Linked DNA regions of Mus musculus: region 1 is linked to region 2. Evidence: chromatin contacts called from public Hi-C data. All regions are on one chromosome and are shown on one strand. The core of a region is the stretch at or near the end of the contact, and the rest is flanking DNA. Distances in the headings are between cores, read along the strand shown. Region 1 overlaps Suds3 (suppressor of defective silencing 3 homolog (S. cerevisiae)). Region 2 overlaps Srrm4 (serine/arginine repetitive matrix 4).

Evidence for each region. Hi-C and Micro-C count contacts between places; a contact is called where the count stands out from the background.
Region 1: a Hi-C map of adipose-derived mesenchymal stem cells shows a contact between it and region 2, with 4 times the contacts expected there. The contact joins two enhancer-like sites. A contact is called at or near these places in 5 of 484 Hi-C or Micro-C datasets (adipose-derived mesenchymal stem cells, cerebellum, cortical neurons and 1 more), 3 of 115 datasets of contacts at active chromatin or transcription factors (embryonic hindbrain, embryonic midbrain and forebrain) and 1 of 9 other capture datasets (embryonic stem cells).

What each region holds. Positions count from the first base shown.
Region 1 is chr5:117,086,630-117,092,455 of GRCm38.p6, reverse strand. It overlaps Suds3 (suppressor of defective silencing 3 homolog (S. cerevisiae)), which reads left to right. Exons shown (of 12, transcript NM_178622.5): 12 at 1-778. Gm42011 (a long non-coding RNA gene) reads right to left here. Exons shown (of 3, transcript XR_878715.2): 2 at 5,487-5,606; 3 at 4,928-5,033. Among named protein-coding and RNA genes, the nearest start is that of Gm42011, 14 kb to the right of the region's middle. Within about 2 kb of position 2,510, at least 32 of the 459 cell types and tissues checked have an H3K27ac peak or open chromatin away from gene starts, as enhancers often do. A contact at or near this core is called in adipose-derived mesenchymal stem cells, where this site is marked.
Region 2 is chr5:116,461,059-116,466,569 of GRCm38.p6, reverse strand. The region is part of intron 8 of Srrm4 (serine/arginine repetitive matrix 4); the gene reads left to right. It overlaps Srrm4os (serine/arginine repetitive matrix 4, opposite strand), which reads right to left. Exons shown (of 4, transcript NR_015595.3): 3 at 4,767-4,846; 4 at 1,083-4,175. Among named protein-coding and RNA genes, the nearest start is that of Srrm4os, 25 kb to the right of the region's middle. Within about 2 kb of position 4,074, at least 15 of the 459 cell types and tissues checked have an H3K27ac peak or open chromatin away from gene starts, as enhancers often do. A contact at or near this core is called in adipose-derived mesenchymal stem cells, where this site is marked.

The sequences.
Region 1 (5,826 bases), core at 1,261-3,760, 630 kb before region 2:
ATAAATGATATAGAACATCTATCTGCCTTGGGCTTCTACTCCAATGACTGCGTGAGTGTCTTCACCCTGGACACTGCAGCCAACGGATGGGGCTGGGGGTGGGGGAGAGGGGTGGCATGTCCCTAACATGCTAAGTCACTGCTCTGAGCAGTTTCCAGCGAACACGATTCATTTAGGTATGCCCGTCCTTGTTCAGGGTGGAAGAAGTGGGAATTCCAGAGGTCTCCGTCTGTAACTCCTCTGGCTCCCAGTGGCTACAAGGATCTCATCACGTGCCCTACTGTGATGTGGGTTCTCCCTTCCCCATAGCTGCGGTGGCAAGGTGGGTGCCTCGCTCTTGCAGCTGGACCCACTGCAGTACTGGACCGCTCAATATCGAAGAACCTCCAGCCTCCCCCGAGGTTTGTCCCACGTTAGTGACAAGGAGAGCTCTGTCATGCTGCAGCTGCCAAGTCTGCGTGCTGCTTGAGCCCCAGCGAAGCCACCTGCCATGGCCCTCTTGCTCCCTGGGCCTCTTATTGGAGAAATGACTGGTGTGGCTGAGCAGGAGATTCCTTCTGCTCTAGCCGCCACAGGCCACGAGAGAAGAAGCGGATCCGAGCGACTGTCACCATCTCGGGGCAATCAGTAGGCTGTCCACACCTTGTTTTGCTGTGGGTGTGGGGAGCCACAGGAAGTCGTGTGCCTCCACGGAAGACTGTACAGAATCACTTTGTTTATGGCCGCTCTCCCATTGGATTCTTAAGAAAACAGGATAAACAATGTTTATTCACTAAGTTGCCACGTGGTCTGTTTCTTCTCTGCCTTCTACTGTCCTCCACCCCACAGTCACCACAGGTACTGCGGGATCCCCACACTGTAAGCATCTTGACAGCCCCAGTGGTCGCCGAGGTGAACCCCAGTCTTCTGTGCTCACCACCGTGCACCCCTGCTGGGAGCTCCCACGATGTGTCTGGTGTTTGTCACTAAGGGTGTTAGGACACTTTAGCTATGGCCTTGCCTTCCCTGCCCTCCAGTACTGCATGTGGAAGTGTGTTTCATTGGAGGGGCTGGGCCCCGTGGGGGTGGGGTGAGACAGTAGCAAACTATCCTCCTTCTACAGTGCCTGGTCACCGCGTTGTACTTATGTGGAGTAACTTTGCGGATGGGGATACGGGCGCCTCTGTCGTCTGTAACTTCAGAGGTCACCCAAGGCCATGCGACCTAAGAAACCTCATCCGTGACAGTGTCTGTGTGCTGTCTCCCCTACACTCTTCCCAAATCAGTGCCCTCCTGACAACTTCAGACAGATTTCCATAGCTATCACCAAAGAGAGCGTATGTTTCCATTGAATACTAACATTTAATGCTTGTCTAGCCACCATTGCGACTCATCTCTCTAAACTTGTAACTAGGGACATGGAAGACCCCAGATCCTTACCTTCAGGTGACACTACCAATTCCGTGAGTCCTCTGTGCAGGACTGGAAGGCTTTTTCTTTTCTTTTTTCTTTTTTTAAGTAAAAAGGAGTTTGTAGATAAGATTGATTGGAGAGAGTGGATTCTTTTTACAGTATTTTCTATTTCTCATTTGTCCTTTATGCTTTTTAAAAATTTCAGTAGATAATCCCCATATTTAAGAATTTTGCTTCTCAGGGGCTGGAGAGATGGCTCAGCAGTTAAGAGCACTGACTGCTGTCCCAGAGGTCCTGTGTCCAGTTCCCAGCAACCACATGGTGGCTCACAACCATCTGTAATGGGATCTGATGCCCTCTTCTGGTGTGTCTGAAGACAGCTACGGTGTACTCATATAAATTAAATAAATCTTTAAAAGGGGTGGGTGGTGGTGGTGAGATGGCTCAGTGGTTAAGAGCACCGACAGCTCTTCCGGAGGTTATGAGTTCAAATCCCAGCAACCACATGGTGGCTCATAACCATCTGTAATGAAAAACAAAACCCCTTTGGATTAGAGTGACTGGGGGACCCGGAGCTAGTGGGCCCTGGAGTGAGCCGGGGCAGGAGTGAGGGGCTGGAACAAGAGGGAGAAGGGAAGAGGGGGGAAAAAAAGAATTTTGCTTTTCACCTGGTAATTTGGAATTTCTATCCTTACTTCCTAAGAGCCCAAACTGTCTTAAATACAAGGTAAATCTGCAGCCGTTTCAAGCAGCTGGTGGGCTTTCTATAGCACCATTAGCTGGTGCCACCTTCAGGGTTCTGAGGGGTGAGTGTAAACTGTAAGAATAGTTTTAAAAGTACAGGTTTTTCTGAGTAATAAATTTTCCAAGAGAAAGCCTTGGTGAAGTCTGTTGGGTTGGCTGGCCTGCTGAGTGATCGGAAATTTATTTTAGGTTTCTCTTCCATTGATCACGGGGACAGGCAGGAGGTTATGTGGAAACCGTGGATGTGCTGGTGTGACGTTGAAAGGCTCCCAGACTCCGCCCCCCCCCCCCCCCCCCCCAGTTCTTCAGTGTGAAGCCAGAGCGGGAGCACCTCCCCCCAAATTCTTTTTAGATTCCTCACCACAGAGTCTGGAGAGAGCCCTCAGCTCTCATCATGAGAATCTTATCATGCAAGCATTTGATCTCTGGAACCCACATTATAGAAAAGGCAGCTGTAGTGGTTTGTGCTTGTAACTCCAGCCCAGAGGAGGCAGAGGCAGAGGCAGGGGGATGCCAGGGGCTTGCCAGCCAGCCCATGTAGCCTACCTACTCAGTTCCAGACCAAGCAAGAGACCCTTCCTCAAAAGCCACAGTGGGTTGGGTACACACCTTTAGCCTCAGCACCAGGAGGCAGGTGGGTCTCTTAGTTTGAGGCCAGCCTGGTAGCTAGTTCCCAGTGAGACTATCCTAAGACAACAAAAGCCAAACAAGGTGGTGATCCATTGAGGTGGCTCAGTGGGCAAAAATGCTTGCTGACATCCTTGGCTACTTGAATTAGATCTCCAGGACTCATGTGGTAGAGGGAGAGGTCTGACCTCTGACCTGCTGGTACACCATGACTTGTATCAACTCTCCAATAGCCAATTAACTTTGAAAACAACGTGGCCAGTACGGAGGAACCACACCTTGACCTCTGACCTTAACATAGACACACACACACACACACACACAAAGATGGTCACTTCCTGTCATTATGAAACTGCCTTGTTAACTAAAGAGTTATAAGCACGCACTACCATTTGTGGTTTGTGCTAGTGTCTCATTAGAGTCTAAGGAGACTTTGTACACATTTCCTATAGTAGTGTGAGCTCTCTAAGAGTGTGAAAGAAGGCAGAACTAACTATCTTCCTTACTCTCCCTGACATTTCCCCCTCTCCCCCAGTGGCAAATCCTATCAATGTTACTTTGAAAGAGCCATTTATTTACATGGAGAGTTCTAGGATTGAGGCAGGCAGTTCTGTTCTTGCGGTGGTAAGTTTTGTGTGCCTTTTTTTTTTTTTTTAAGTCGGGGAGGTGAACTTTCTGGAATTAAACTGGGATTCAACAGCAGCAAAACCCAAGGATCTAAATAGCCTCCTAGAGAAGCAGGAAGCTGTGGACCTCGCTCTGTTACTGTAAGTCCAGCTATGTGGTTTTACTGTATTCTCGTGCACAGTGTAAGCTCCCAGTAAAATTTACGAGCATCTCGGCTTCTTCAGTCTTCAGAGACAAGCTGAGATCTTTCTCTCTCTGTGAGGTTTTAGCCAATAATTACTCTGAATTTTGTTCTTTATTGCTCCAGTGTTTGGGGAGCCAGTATTGTTTTTTCTGTTGATTGTATACTTCATTGTATTCTTCCCTTGGGTGTTTGGAAGATGGAGACTGGAGTGGCCCCCTTTCCAGTGCTAGTTGGTGTGTGTGTGTGTGTGTGTGTGTGTGTGTGCATGCCCACACACACACACGCACATACATGCAATTGCACACGAGCATACTTGCATATGGATAACCATGTGGGCACACATGCACGTGTGTGGAGGCCAGAGGCTAGCATTGGGTGTGTTCCTCAGTGGGCTCCCCTACCTTATTTTTGCCAGTCTCTAGCGAAACCCTGGAAGCCCACTGATTTGGCTAAACTGGCTGTCCAGCGGGTTCCAGGGATCCTGTTCCCCCCCCCCTCCACCCCCTGTCCCAGTCCCCTCGGTGCTGGGATTACGCTCAGCTTTTTGCATAGGTGCTGGGAGTCGGCTCCTCACGCTCTGGCTTTGCAGGAAGCACTTTCCCCTCTGAGCCATCTCTCCAGCCGGCAAGCTGAGCTCTGAATCTGCTTTCACCTCTGATACACCAATATTGAGAGCAAATGCAGCAAGTGGGGGACACTCATTTGCTCAGGTCACAGTCCTGCTGGCTAGGCTCCCTGATCGATCACGTGAAGCACCCCTCAGGAAGACAGTCTGAGAAGGCAGGAATGGCGAAGTCACCATTCTTCTCAGGTCACACTCTATGCAACAGGCAACACGAGAGCCATTGGAGGGGAATGTTGCCAGGTCCACCCTCTTTCTGCCGCCCTTATCATCTCCATGGAGGAAAGAGGTGGCCAGGAATCACGAAGCTGGTTTCTAAAACCGTGCAGAGAGCCAGGCATCCTGATACTCCCTGATGTCATCGCCTCCGATTGCTTTGCCCGCCCTCCTGTGGCGACACTTGCAGGAGAATGGAAGGACTTAGCCGTTCTTACTGCCTTGCTTCAGACTCTGTTCAGTTCCACCCAGTGCCCTGCATAGGCTGCCGGTCTTGGGGCAGAAGCGGGGAAGCCCCTGCTCTCCGTGTTAGACTCCAGCCAGGCTCCAGGATTGCCGAGGGTGATAAGCACCTTTCTGCTCTTTGAGCATGGGCTGGATGGAATGAAAACGCCTCGAGGGACCGCTCACTCTGAACACATCATTGCCATCGGGAATGCAACTGCTTTAGGATGCTGTCCAGAAGAGAGGGTTCCCCCCCCCCCTTCTAGTAACTGGTTACTAAGACCATGTAAATGTGTTTATTTAAGAAGCTCGCTGGGCAAGAAAAAAGACGGCACAGGTGTCAGATCTCAACCCCTTTCTGTCTTCGAGTTGCGGGATCCTCCGAAAGATACCAACCTATAAAATAACAAATGCCACCTTACTCCTAGAGAAGGGCATAACTACAAGCCGGAAGGTTTACTCCTTGGTTTCTCAGAGGAGACTCAGGAAGGGTCATCTGTTTCTCACTAGGGCGGCAGTGACCTGATCTATCTGCAACCTCTCCCAACGCTCCAGGTAGACAAGGGGTTAAAGTGGGTAGGTGACAAAGCCTGCTTAAAGCAGTGTTGTGGGTCCCCAGGACTCAGCAATGTAGCAGGACGCCACAGGCAGAAGCGGCCACTGGTTAGCAAGCCCCTGTATGCGATGGCATATCTATCACCTGTGTTCTGCTCGTGTTTTCCTCCTTTGACTGACAGGTTTGGCTTCTGTAAGCCTTTCTTCTCTGTGCACACCCATCCTCACGGTGCTGCTTAGGGTTTCACGTCACCTCGACACAAGCCGGGGTCATCTGGGGAAGAGAAACATCACCTGAGAAGATGTCTCTGTCAGGCTGGTCTCTGGGCACGTCCGTCTGTGGGGTGTTTTCTGGATTAATGATCGACGAGGGCCCAGCTCCCTGTGGGTGTTGCCATCCCTGGGCAGGTGGGCCTGGGTGGTAAAAGAAAGACTGAGCAAACCCGTGTCCAGTAGGCCTCGATCTCCCATGGCCTTTACTGCAGTTCCTGCCTTGACTTCCCTCAGTGACAGACCGTGTGTGATCACACTGTGTAAGCCAACTGAAGCCCTTTCCCCTCAAGCTGCTTTTGGCTTATGTGTTTCATCGCAGCAACAGAAAACTGCTGTGAATTCGAATGTGAAAAGTGAAAAG
Region 2 (5,511 bases), core at 2,825-5,324:
ACAAGCAGGATGAGAGTCAGCCTTGACATAGCACAAGATTGTAGCCAGCAGCCCTGAAGGTGTCTGTCTTCCAGATCCCTAAGAACCTGGATGTGCAAGGAGGTGCTCTTCTTAAAAAGATGGGAGCAAGGAGGAGTTCAGGGGTGCTTGTGGGAAGAGCAGTGTAAGGAATTGATAATAAGAAACACTGTGGCCTGGTGGGCACAATAGGTATTTGCAGTGCATTCTGGGAAACTCTTCTTCACATAAAGGTACCTTGTGTCACTGGGTCTAATTTTTCTCAATCTTCTGTATGGCTGGCAATATTCTGCCTAAGTACCTCCTTTTCAAGATGTCTGTGACTACTGAGAACATGCAGGTGTCAAGTCCCCACCAACATTCTCTCACCTCTAAATGTCCTAAATCTTATGTGCTGCAAAGGCTACAAGGGCCAAGTTTTGAGTCCTTACCAATCAACTAAACCCTAAATCTTATGTGCTGCAAAGACTACAAGGGCCAAGTTTTAAGTCCTTACCAATCAACTAAACCTGCCAACCTCCACAAGCCTCAGCTTTCTCAGCTGGGAAATGGGTGTGGTTATTTCACTTATAGAAAAAATATAAGTAAACTTGAATGATGAGCAGTAAGAGACAGAACAATGTTCCCAAGTGAGCTATGGCTCCTGTGTCTCCCATGTACTTGTGCCTGTAGTAGCCTAACTAGTATTCCCAACTGACCTTAGCTATAATGTGCCAGTAAAACCAGACTTATGCTTTCTTACCTATCTTGAATGGTTTCCTAAGAAGCTCACATGTGTGAAGATACTGCTGAAAACTACATCTGTCTTTCCTCGCTTACCAGTGATGTTATCAGACTGACTCTTGACAGTTCTTTTCTAGAACACAGGTTCTTGGTGGCTGCTCCATGCACCCCAAGAGCTTCCATGTACCCCAGGAGCCCCCATGTACTCTAGGAGCCTGCATATCCCCCAGGAGTCCAACCCCTGTCAGAAGAACCAAAAGCCAGGCTCTATCTTTATATGCAAGGAAGAGGCCTTAAGAGCTCACCTCTTTCCCAACAACTTGGTTGTGAAGGACAAAAATGGAGAAGTATAAGAGAGTATTGATGGCTTTGGCAAGGTGGGGTTGTTAAAAAAACAAAACAAAACAGGGCATTATGATTGTGCAACCACACAAACACACACACAAATGCATGCACGCATACATATATACATATATATAAAGAAGACAATCATTTAGCCCAGTGCTTGGTCCAGGAACAAAACTTGAATAACATTCTAGATTCCTGCCATGGAACTTTGTCACATTACCTCTCTTTGTCTCTGTTTCCTCAAATCCTGAAACACAAGACAACTAGTAAGAGCTAGTTTAAAGCTTGTAATGGGGTCACCATGATTAGCTGTGAGTAAACATTTTAGAATGCAATTGGTGAGAGGCAAATGCTATACAATGCTTTTTGGTGATGCCACCAAGAGAGGTAGAGTCATTATCAGAAGTCATAGTAATAACAAAAGTGTACTTTCCTGCTTGGGTAAGCCAATGGGTAAACTGGAACAAGAGTCATGATCCTGCTTCCTACAGGATTACCTTTGCATCATAAATACTAGTTAGCTCCAACATGGCTGCAATCACCCCATTTGAGGTTCTCTGACTCCCGGAAGTATTAAATACACTCCAAGACCTGACTCCATGTTCCCTCTGTGCTTGGTTGGCTCTTTTGTCTTTTCCAATACAAAGACAAAAATGAGAGAAGATTCCAGTCCCATGATCTTTCTCCATTAGATAGAACAGCAGGGCCATTTGCATGAACCACCTACCAACCATTTTGTCAAGTCTATCCATGTCTACCGAGCATCTATCTATAAAGGGTTGGGCACCATTTTTGCTCTGGACATCTGATGAACAGGAAGGAAAGCCTGTGCTTGCTAAGAGAGAACAGAGATGAGGGGAGGTGACAATAGGAAAGAGTCAAGTGTGACAAAGGACAGACACCGAGATGAGGGAGAAGGTTGGCTGACAGGAAAAGGCACTAGAATTGGAGCAGATAGAGAAGGTAAACTCAGAAAACTATGAGCAGGACTTAGCCAATGAGAAGGAAAATGGAAGTTCTATAAGCTCTGAGAGCCTCCTCTGCCCTGCTCCCATTGTTCTTTTGAAAACAGCCAAGAGCAGGAGCATTGAAGGAAATTCTTTTCATATATGCCTGTGCAAATGAAGGCCTTGACTCTGAACTGGGTCCTAGTTGGTTAAAGGTGACCAGAGGCTCTCTTGCTTGGTCACTGAGCATTTCAAGGACCCAGCAGTGGGTTTAATTAGAGCAGGATCGTGGCTGTGGGCGACATTCCTTCCTGTGCTTGTTAAAACAGTCAAATGATTGCACACGGATTGGCAAATAGGTTATTTTGCCGCCTCATCCCATTCCCCCGTCAGCCAATTATCTCTCCCCTGACACTTTCTCTACACTCCCCCTGACACTACAATACAATAGCTAATCCCTTTCGGTGTCGAGTCTGCCTTCTCATGGAGTGTGCTTAACACTCATGCAGTTGGTGACTGTTCAGAGTGTCACTCTCAGCCAGCCATAGTGGGAGCACACACACTGTCTTGGAGGTGTCACACTTCTTGTCTTGATGTCTGAGAGGGGTTTGTGATAAGAGGTTATTTGAGCTGGGCACTGAAGGATGGGTGGGATTTATCGATTTGAAATGACTCACGTAGAGAAAGGAATGGGATGCCCTACGTGGCAGATGCCACCACATAATTTGCATAATTATTCCCCCTGCCCTCCCCTCCCTGTTTCTTAAAGGTATGCATCATTATCATCCCCATTTTGCAGATGGAGAAAGTGAGGCTCTGGGAACACAATGACCTAGTAAGGTAACACAAGTAGGAAGGAAGGGAGATGGCAGAGAGCAGACATTGGGGATGCTGGTGGCCCCCGGTGCTTAGCAGAAGTCTTTCCGTTTCTGTTATGTGGTCTTTCTCCATCAAACTTCATAACTGCAAAGGAAATCTAGAAAAAAGACTGGATCCGAACCATGGAGAAGCCAAGCCACCTCTTCCCCCACTACTTGTACTGTAACCAGGGCCAAAGGCAGTCCTATATGGACCACATGTTACACAGATGCCAACACATGAAAGGAGAATGTGACGTCTGTCAAAGAAAGTTTCATGTGCTTTGTAAAGAGTATATGAAATCAAAATGCAGGCTTTGGAGCAGATCTGAGTTCTGGAGTCCCTGACTTCCTGTAACATCTTGGATGACACCACTAACGAATGTCCTCTAAGCACCTATGACCATGTGCCGGATGCTAGCATAGATGGCTGACCCGTGACACTGCCTCGTGCTTTTATCATAGCTCTTCGATAGACACAGTATGCCCTTTATAGAATAAGGATGCTGTGGCCTAGAGAGACAAAAAGTGGCTCCTCATTGTAGAAACTCAGATCTGAAGCCAGAGAGCAGGAGAACCGTGTGCTTACCCATGTAAATGCCATCTGTAACTTGGAGTAATTATGTTAACGTGATGGATATGATGACGGTGTGAGACAGGTATCTATTCACTTTAAGGTCAGGAGAGGCAGCTCAATCGGTTACCCCAAACCTAGGTTTGGATACCCAGCACCCACATAAAAGCCAAGCACAATGGTGTGAACCTGTGACTCCAGAACAGGGGGAGGAGGAGGAGGAGGAGACAGTAGGGTCACTAGGGCTTCTTCCCAGACAGTCTTGCTAACCTGCTGACCTCCAGATTCATTGGGAGACCCTATCTCAAAAAAAAAAATTAAACAATTAACTAACAAGGTAGAGGGTGATTATTAAGGGAGTTACCTAGCATTGAAAATGTAAATGAGGAAAATACCTAATTTTAAAAAATGCAAAAAAAAAAAAAAAGGGAGTTACCTAATGTTGACTTCTGACCTCCACATCCTTGCCAAGAATATGTACACACATATATAAATACCAATAACAAAACAACAACAACAACTATGCAGTCCTGCCAGGCTCCAGGCATCTGTTGTAGGAAAACTCATGTCAAGGCTTGGAATCTGACATCACACACATGGTAGCTGCTAACATGACTTATTACCACGGAAGCTTTCTTAATGACTCAGTCCCAATAAACCCAGCAGTGTCCTCTGGCCTCAGGATCCACTGGTGCGCCTGACAGCAACCTTTAGGGAAAGATGGGATGGAAAATTGCTGTTAGTTCTATAGAAAGGCAAGCCTCAGCACCCAAGCCCTTCACTGCAGTGGAGAGGAGACATGGTTCATAATAGCGAGGGGACACTTAGGAACTCGGGGATGAGAAATGACACAGCATAGTCTCTGCTGTGTAAGAAACAGCCATTTTCTTTTTTTTTTTTTCCTTCTATTTATCAGCTGAGAGACATTTCACCACCAGAAGAGGTGGAAAAAACCATTACCTTGGAGAATAAAATAAGATGCATCTTTAAACGGAATGAAATTTACCTTGATGCAAAACTCATTTATTGAGCTTACTTTTTTTCCTTTCAACCCGGGCTGGGGCGGGGGGGGGGGGGGGAGATTTTTATCCAGCCAAGTTTATATGGAGGATTTGGGAAGCTGGTAGACAGGAGGACCTTGGGTGAGGCTTCTGAGAAAGGGGGAAGCTGGGAGTGGTCATTCCTTTCAGGGTCCTCCTGAAGGAGAAGGGGCAGTGAGGCCAGCTAGCTCCCCCTACCCAGTGTCAGAGGAACTGCAGGGCCTGGAGATGCCTCGGTTGTAGGAACTCTTTTCTTTACCCTCAGAAGTTCAGGCTCTGCCCATCCAGACTTCCAGATGAACTTCATCAGGTCACTGAGTCTATTCTTTTGCTGTGTTCCTAATTAGTGTCAAAGAAAGAGGAATGTCACCAAGGAAAACAGTCCCTCTGTCTTAGAGAAGCAAAGGGATTGGTTTCTTAAGGAACGAACAGGACCCTCTGGCTGCAAGCTCTCTGCCTTGTAGCATGTGAGCTCGCCCAGCTCCCCATATGGCAGAGAAGCAAGAAGCAATTTATAGCTGCCGCTCTCCATGGGGCCATTCGAAGCCCCGTAAATGGACTTGTTCAGTTTAATTGAAATTCTCTTCTTGATTGTATTTTTGTAACCTATTAGACCGAGCTGCCTCTTGATCTCGGAATTCAGCCGAAATTAAATTTTGAAGTGTAAGTGAGAGGTTGCCTTTCCCCCCTCTCCGTTCTTGATTAAATAATGATTTGAAACAAAAACAATAAATAGCTGTGCCGGCTCCCCTGGAGGGCTGAGGTATTCCAGAGAAACTCGGGGGAGCTAGGGCTCCTGCTGAGGGGATTTAATTAATTATTTGAAACCCCCCCCAAGTGTTAACATCGAGTGTGTTAAGAAACATGGAGATGAAGCGAGCCCATGACTGACTCCTAAGCTGAAGGAAGAGAAGAATTTGGAGGGTTTATGTCGTCAGAACTGATGGAAGGATAAAGGAGAGACATTTGTTAGCCTTGCCCTGCAGTGGCCATGAAATCACGGA